2 separate regions of the Mus musculus genome follow, and region 1 is linked to region 2. A link is a contact called in public HiChIP or PLAC-seq data. All regions are on one chromosome and are shown on one strand. The core of a region is the stretch at or near the end of the contact, and the rest is flanking DNA. Distances in the headings are between cores, read along the strand shown. Region 1 overlaps Fbxl13 (F-box and leucine-rich repeat protein 13). Region 2 overlaps Fbxl13 (F-box and leucine-rich repeat protein 13).

Evidence for each region. HiChIP or PLAC-seq counts read pairs in DNA pulled down with a chosen protein or histone mark.
Region 1: an SMC1A HiChIP or PLAC-seq map of large pre-B cells shows a contact between it and region 2, with 2.2 times the contacts expected there. The contact joins two enhancer-like sites. A contact is called at or near these places in 2 of 39 promoter capture datasets (embryonic stem cells and hippocampal neurons), 1 of 15 datasets of contacts at CTCF or cohesin (large pre-B cells), 5 of 484 Hi-C or Micro-C datasets (bone marrow-derived macrophages, embryonic stem cells and uterus) and 3 of 115 datasets of contacts at active chromatin or transcription factors (embryonic stem cells, heart atrium and microglia).

The regions. Positions count from the first base shown.
Region 1 is chr5:21,588,032-21,592,240 of GRCm38.p6, reverse strand. The region is part of intron 7 of Fbxl13 (F-box and leucine-rich repeat protein 13); the gene reads left to right. Among named protein-coding and RNA genes, the nearest start is that of Lrrc17, 47 kb to the right of the region's middle. Within about 2 kb of position 1,635, at least 3 of the 459 cell types and tissues checked have an H3K27ac peak or open chromatin away from gene starts, as enhancers often do.
Region 2 is chr5:21,515,240-21,519,300 of GRCm38.p6, reverse strand. The region is part of intron 17 of Fbxl13 (F-box and leucine-rich repeat protein 13); the gene reads left to right. Among named protein-coding and RNA genes, the nearest start is that of Lrrc17, 26 kb to the left of the region's middle. Within about 2 kb of position 1,605, at least 49 of the 459 cell types and tissues checked have an H3K27ac peak or open chromatin away from gene starts, as enhancers often do.

The sequences.
Region 1 (4,209 bases), core at 386-2,885, 73 kb before region 2:
TTAGGAAAAAGTAGAGGTTTGTGGTAATGAGTAGTAAAGTCTGAAATAGCTTATTCCATATTCCAATGTGGACCCTCCCCCACTTCTTTTCAGGTATCTCTGGGCAACTCTGTACGGAATTCATGAGGTGTGACATTGTAAAATAGTCACCTAAGAGGTAAATGTTACATGAGCTAATGAGTGAGTAATGCACTGGACACTGGGACAAGTGTCAATGCACACGCACTGGGAAAGGCGTTATACAGTTTTCGTTACTAGGTAAGCAACCATGCAAAGCACAGCAGTTATGTGAAAATCCAAATCCATTCATGCACGAATTTCACATCCAAATGATGCATAGGATCCAGTTAGATTTGTGTTTTGCTGTTATTGTTGCTATAATTAATATCCTATTAGAACTTATAGTTGGGGATGATTTAATCCTAAAATGTGGGTAAAATAAACTTTTCAAGTTTGCTAATAAAAATCAGATAGTAATGAGACTAGAGAAGGAATCCCAGTGGGTAAAGAGCTTGGTGTGCATGTGTGAAGACTGGAATTTAGATCCTCAGCACCAACCCAGCAAGCTGTGTGTAGTGTGCATTTGCAACCCCAGTGCTGGGGGCAAAGATGGGCAGACCCTGGGGACAAGTTGGCTGGGCAGTCTAGACAAAAAGGAGTCTTTGAAGTTCATTGAAAAACTCTGTCGTAAGCAAGCAAGCAAGTAAGTAAGCAAGCAAGCAAATAAGTAAATAAATGTGGGGAAGCAGTCAAGGAAGACATCCTAATATCAATCTATTGCCTCTAAATGTGCCTACCTGGGCAAGACCACACACACACACACACACACACACACACACACACACACACACACACAAAGGTATACATGGCCTTCCCAATGACACAATGGCAATACATAAGCAAAATGTGAAGGTTTTACCTTTATTTCCATATTTAGATGTATGAAAGTTTTACATCTTGATGAAATCTGATTTATCTTTTCCTGTGTTGCTTTTGCTTTGGATATTATAGGACTTACTTTATATTTTCTCCTAAGAATTTTATAGCTTTAGTTCTTCTGTTTAGGTCTTTGATCCATTTGGGGTAAGTTTTTTAAAAAAAATTTTTTATTTTTATTTTTTTATGGAAGTAGGTATAGAAGAGTGTCCCATATCCATTTTTTTCTATTTCAGTGTCCAGCATAGTGAGAAACTGTTTTTCCTCAGTAGGATAGTTTGGTCTAGCCATAGAAGGATGTATCTGTTTCTGGATTCTCCATCCCATGTGCTGTATGCCTGTTCTGGGACTTAGTGTTTTGATTTTTGCAGCTTTGTAGTTAAGTATGAAGTCAGGAAATGTGACCTCTCCAGCTGTTGTTTTTAAAAGTTGTTTTGAGATCTCTTGCATTTACATGTGAACTTGAAGACTGGCTTCCATTTTTACACAAGAAGCCTTTGGAAATTTGACAGATTCGATTGAGTCTGTAGACTTTAGGTAGAATTGACACCTTGGCATTTTTACTGTTCATAGTGTCTTTGGTAGGATTGTCTTATAAGGTCTCAATTGTGTGCATTTAGTGTTTACATCACCAGCAGTTGTAAAAACCTGGTTTAGTTCCTCTTACTGTTACTGCACCTTCCAGTTCACAGACACGGACTGTTGCTCTGATTCTTCAATCACCTCCAGTTCCTGTCAAGGTGTTTCCTCACATGGGGTCTGAGGACTAACCTTTCACCTCCTTAGTTGAAAGTATTCCTAAGACTTTTATTCAAAAGTGAGACTGTAAGCTCCTTCAGACATGCAAGGAAATCTAATGAACAGCAGTGTGCTGACCCCTGGCATAGTCCAGCAAGCATAGCACGTGGAATTAAAGTCTCCTGATGGCCTTTTCTTCCCTGCTTTCTTGAATTAGTGTTTGCTATTCCACAGGACAATACAGAACCTCCCAAGTGTGTCTCTGTCCTAATCTTGAGAACCTTTGAATGTGCCACCTTACATGGCACAATCCTTTTTTCAGATGTGATTAAGGGTCTTGAGATGGGACAGTTAGCCTGGATTATCAGGACACCTCTCCTGAAATGTCAGGATCCCTGAAAAGAAAAGAGAGAATCAGGGCCTCTTGCAATATTCCTTTCCAAGGGCTGGGTGAGCTCTAGGGACTCTAACTTTGATGACCCAGAGATATAAGTTACCCAGGATCTTCCTACGGGGTAGCTATGTGAATTTTGTGGAAGAAAACAGGTTTGCTTGTTTATTTATTTATTTATCCACTTATTATTGAAAGAAAGTCTCAATAAACACTAGAGGTCCTGAAACTCACAATCTCCCTGCCTCTTCAAGTGATATGATGGCAGATAATGTACAAGCTAATCCAGTTTGTTGTCCTTTTGGACCAGATCAGTTACCCAGGTACAGATCTGATCCTGGGGGTTTGTCGACAGTAAAATACTCTTCAAGGGTGAACTGTCTCACCTCTTTTTTTTTTTTTTTTTTAAGAATTATTTATTTGGGGCTGGAGAGATGGCTCAGCGGTTAAGAGCATTGACTGCTGTTCCAGAGGTCCTGAGTTCATATCCCAGAAACTTATATATAATAAATAAATAAATCCTTTAAAAAAGGAATTATTTACTTAATATACATTAGTACACTGTAGCTGTCCTCAGACACACCAGAAGAGGGCATCAGATCCTATTACAGATGGTTGTGAGCTACCATGTGGGTGATGGGAATTGAACTCAGGACCTCTGGAAGAGCAGTCCATGCTCTTAACCATTGAGCCATCTCTCCAGCCCCTGTCTCACCTCTTACTGTGAGCTTCCCATATCATGCCAGCCAGGGCCTTTTCCAGAAGAGCTGAGAGATGCAGAGAGGTTGATTTCCCCACCCCCATCTACCAGATACCGAGGTGTCATCACTATGGGTCAGTCAGGCTCTCCTGGTGGCTCTGCAGCCATGTTGTGGGGACTCATGCACTGTTGGACATCTCTAGTGAAGTGTCTGGATAATTGCTTTTATTAGTTAAAGTATGTCTTTTCATAAGATTTTAAAATTTACCTAAATTATAATAGTAAGCCAAATGAATAAAAATGAGATGTTAGTACTCAAGGAAAATATCAGAGCAAAAAGCATTATTAAGCTGTGATTTTTGTCTTCTAACTGGTGAATTTTCAATAACTGATTGTGACTTTTCCTGAGTGTAGTGATATCAGCACGCCTATAATCCCTGCATTGGAGAGACTGAGATAGGAAGATCAGGAATGGCTAGCCTGGGCTACATAAGACTCTGTTTAGAAAAAAGAAAAAACCACATGTGACTATTGATATTCGTGGGTTCTTATTTCATTTTATAGGTAGTCATAAAATATTGTATTTTATAGACTTTTTTCTTCATGCCTTTTTAAAAAGTGAGTTTTAACACTTTTCCTACGTTTATGTTTAGAAAATATACAATATTTTCCTGCCGTTTTTTTCAATGATTACTCGTTTTTAAAATATGTGCTTCTTTAAAAAAATAATTGTGTTCTTTGAAATTTCTTACATATATGTAATGTGTTCTAGTACTCTCTTTCACATTCTCCTGCCTCCCGTCCCTACTAACCCTGCCCTCGAAATCTCTACCACATGCTTTCCCCAGATTCATGACTTTTGCCTTTGTTTTATGACCCGCTCAGTTTACCCAGAGACATCTGCGTGAACACTAGGTTGGAACCATCCACAGGTGAGGCCACTAGTGGACACACAACTGAAGAGCATGGCTGTCCCTCTCCCTGAGTGTATCAGTAGCAAATACTTCAGCGGTGACTGGAGGCGCCTGAGCTGTTCCGCCCATGCCTAGGTGTTGACAGGCCCGTTTTTTTGTGCAGACCCCGCACAGACATCTGCAGCTGCTGAGAGTCCGTGTCCTGCCCAGATGGAGTTAGTTATCCATCGCCCTTCCGTATCTTGCCGCTCTTGCATTCTTCCTGCCTCTCTTCTGCTGCATCCTCTGAGAGCGTGGTATAAATACACTGATTAGGGATAGGCCCTCCGCCATCACATATTCTCATCGTTTTGAAATCTCTGTGCTCACCAGTGTCCACTAGAAAGTATTCTCTCATTAAGGCCAAGAGTAGCTGTAAAAGTTCCGGCTTTTCTATACCTGCCCTTGTTCCTGAATAATGACATGGACACCTTGATAGTTATTAAAGGCTTCAAGCACTACAGCTGGGCAGATTCTGATCTATTCTAACC
Region 2 (4,061 bases), core at 356-2,855:
GTCTGATGAAGTGTAAATTTGATGGCAGACTTAACACTCAGAATTTAAATTTTGGAATGTTACAGATACTTGCTAGAGATGAAATGTGGCCAGTTGTACCTTTGGGTAAAGTTTGCTCTCTAGAATATGTCCATTTTAAATTCTTCTAAGTTTCAGTTAGAACTTCACGATTACTCAGTTAACAAACATTTGTTATGACTTTGGTGTCTGGTGCTAGGGACGCCAGTAACAGCCTCAGTGCGTCTTCCTAACACTCTGTTTCCTGTGATGTCGTGGTGTGAGGCTCAAAGGGTGAAGGAGACCAGGGAAGAGAAGCCGCTTGCGTTTCAGAGGGTTTGGGAATGCCTTAATTTCTAAGCAGAGGAGAGGACATGTGACCACTAAAGCCATTGAGGCTTAGTATGTGGTGCCGTCAGGGGACCAGCACGCGGGGCTATTGCTTGATCATCAGGAGAATATAGAGGGATGTTGTGTATGGGGCCAGGTGTTTTTAGGCATCTTTAGCCTTCTATAACTTTGTAAACATCTAACTAAATGACATTGTTAATTTCACTTGGGTTACTTGGATGTGACTTTATCTCCATGAATATAAAAAGGTTTTCTATTAGTTAAAAGAGCTGTGATTTCCTAAAGACCACAGGATCCATAATTGGGGCCGTTCAAGCCATGAGTCTGGCTGCCTTAGTTACTGCCATATGTGTTGTTTAAAGGAAAAAATTAGTCAGAACAGCGTTCAGACGGATGCTGAGACAGTGGTTTATGAAGAGTCTTTTATTTGCACAAATTGTAAAGACTTCCATGAGGAGTCCTAGATTGTGAGTGTTTCTATATAGGCAATCTGCCGGAGTCCCCTCACTAAACAGAAGGATCTCTGAGGATTGGGAATTGGCTCCATCTGTTGCTGTTCCCTGGACCCCTAGGAAACAGTAGGCACATATACATACACATTGAAGGAATGAGTATTTGGCAGTGTGGTTTCTAACAAGAGTGAGACCTGTTCTCTGCAGCTTTGGTTGAAAGAAAGGTATGGGTTATTTTCACGTGGTGTGGCAGATGGCTACAATGGCTTCCTAATTTGCCCTATTCAGCACACATACAAAGAAGTGCGTGCTTGTTCAAGGGACTCCATGCAGCATGGTCTTGCTGGAACGTACTGTGAGAGGGATGTTGAAGGAGAAACGTAGTATTGTGACGAATTGTATAGACTTGAACCAATGACAGAGGAACAGCCAGAGCAGTCACAGACCCCCATGTTAAGTGGGTCCTTGGGAGGCTGGAAGCATGGTGTCTTAGTCACTGTTGCTGTGAAGAGATGCCATGACCACAGCAACACTTACAAAGGATAACATTTAATTGGCCTTGGATTACAGTTTCAGAGATTTAGTCCATTATTATCATCATCGTGGTGGGGAGCACCATAGTGCACCGGCAGGTACAGGAGCAGCAACTGAGAAAGTGTGTAGGGGATGGGGGTGGGGAGGGTGGAGGCCTGGCATAGATTTTAAAACCCAGCCCCAATGACACACTTCCTCCAACAAGGCCACACCTCCTAATCCTTTCAGTTTCACTTCCTTGTGACCAAGAATTCAAATATATGAGCCTGTGGGAGCCAGTCTCAGCCAAACCAACACAGTGGGTGACTAGGAGAGCAGGAACCAATAAGTGTTCTGGGAGTTAAAGGGAAAGGAGGCTGTGAACCAGGCTGGAGTGTATGGAAAGGACTCTGAACAGGATTTAGCAGATAAAACTGAAAGACGTGGGTGACTGGCCAGCTATAGAAAATGAAGATCTCCGGGTGGGGTAGGGAAATAATGATATTTAAAATCTGGCTATTGGGGCTGCAAACATTAGTCAGTGCTTAAGAACATTTCCACTTCTCCAGAGGCCCCAGTTTCAACTCCTAGCACTGATGCAGGCAAAAGAACCGTACACATAAAATCATCTTTAGAATTTCAAATTTAAAAAAAATGGATGAATACAAGTCCTACTGTGGTGGTTTGAATAAGAACGGCCCCCATGCTGGGCCTGCAGACCCAAAGCTGCAGGAGCTCCATGACACAGGACAATAACCAGGAGTCCCGGTGAGGATCCGACATGGGTGAAGTCACAGAAGCCAGAGATCTTGAACCAGACAATTGACTCATTGCAGTGAATATTCGCAAGTGAAGATGTGTGGGCCACTGAGGGGATGAGCTTTGAGGTTTCAAATGCTCAAGCCAGACCCAGTGCCTCTCTCTTCCCACTACCCGCCAACCTGAATGCAGAATTCTCAGCTATCTCTCCAGCACCACTTGTGCCTTTGTGGCGCCAGGCTCCTTGTTGTGATGATAATGGACTAAACCTCTGAACATTAAGCCAGCTTCAATCAAATGTTTTTCTTTAAAAAGAGTTACTGTGGTCGTGGTGTCTGTCTTAGTCAGGGTTTTTATTCCTGCACAAACTTCATGACCAAGAAGCAAGTTGGGGAGGAAAGGGTTTATTCAGCTTACATTTCCACATTGCTGTTCATCACTGAAAAAAGTCAGGACTGGAACTCAAGTAGGTTAGGAAGCAGGAGCTGATGCAGAGGCCATGGAGGGATGTTACTTACTGGCTTGCTTCCCCTGGCTTGCTCAGCCTGCTCTCTTATAGAACCCAAGACTACCAGCCCAGAGATGGTCCCACCCACAAGGGGCCTTTCCCCCTTGATCACTAATTGAGAAAATGCCTTACAGTTGTATCTCATGGAGGCATTTCCTCAACTGAAGCTCCTTTCTCTGTGATAACTCCAGCTGTATCAAGTTGACACAAAACTAGCCAATACAGTGTCTCTTCACAGCAATAAAACATTGACTAAGACACCTACTTTTATATTTTTATTTATGTTTATTTACTTAAGAATATTTTATTTTATTTTATTTTATTTTTGACACAGGGTTTTTGTGTGTAGCCCTGGCTATGCTGGAGACCAGCCTTGAACTCAGAGCTCCACCTGCCTCTGTCTCCCAAGTGCTGGAATTAAAGATGTGTGGCCACCGCACCCAGCTGGAGGTCTGATTTTTAAAACAGTTTGGTAAGATAAGAAATGTAACAGATTTTGAGGGAAAGATTGCAGGTTCCCAGGAGAGTGTGGGATATTCATGTAAACGGCTTAAGAGAGAGGCAGAGGGTTGTCACTCCCATGAGCCGTGGCTGTGGCTGTGGGAAAGCTCCCTGGGAGACCTGAGAGGGAGAAGTCAGGCCAGGAGAAATAGAACAGAGCCACGTGGTTATGGTGGAAGAAGACCTGTGAAGGGATTAAAGAAAGAAGGGAATAGATGGCCGGAGACTCCAGGGAGCACACTATGGCTGGAATGGAGTTGCACTGACCATCAGTGTCTGCTAAGAGCAGAGGCTTTCCCAGGGAAAGGCGAGGCTATAAAAGGACTTTTTTTTTTTTTTTTTTGCTAGACTTCTGCCTACCCTTCTGTCATCCTCATGGCCTCGCTCTGCCCTTCCGCTTTACTCCAGCACCACAGCCTCCATCTAGATTCTCAAGCAAAGAATTTCCTGTCTCAGGATCTTTACACACGTGCCTGGGATGTATATCTGTATACATGTGCCTGGGACATGGGGTCTGTATACATGTGCCTGGGATGCAGGGTCTGTATTCATGTGCCTGGGATGTATATCTGTATACATGTGCCTGGGATGTGGGAGCTGTATACATGTGCCTGGGATGCAGGGTCTGTATACATGTGCCTGGGATGTAGATCTGTATACATGTGCCTGGGACGTGGGGTCTGTATACATGTGCCTGGGATGCAGGGTCTGTATTCATGTGCCTGGGATGCAGGGTCTGTATACATGTGCCTGGAATGTAGATCTGTATACATGTGCCTGGGATGTGGGAGCTGTATACATGTGCCTGGGATGCAGGGTCTGTATACATGTGCCTGGGATGGGGGTCTATATACATGTGCTTGGGATGTGGGGTCCAGTAGAAAATCACTTCTCTATCTAGATCATTTCTATACTATACAATACAAATGGGTGATTATGGTTCCTTCCTTTCTTCCTCCTCCTCTTCCTCCCGTCTTTCC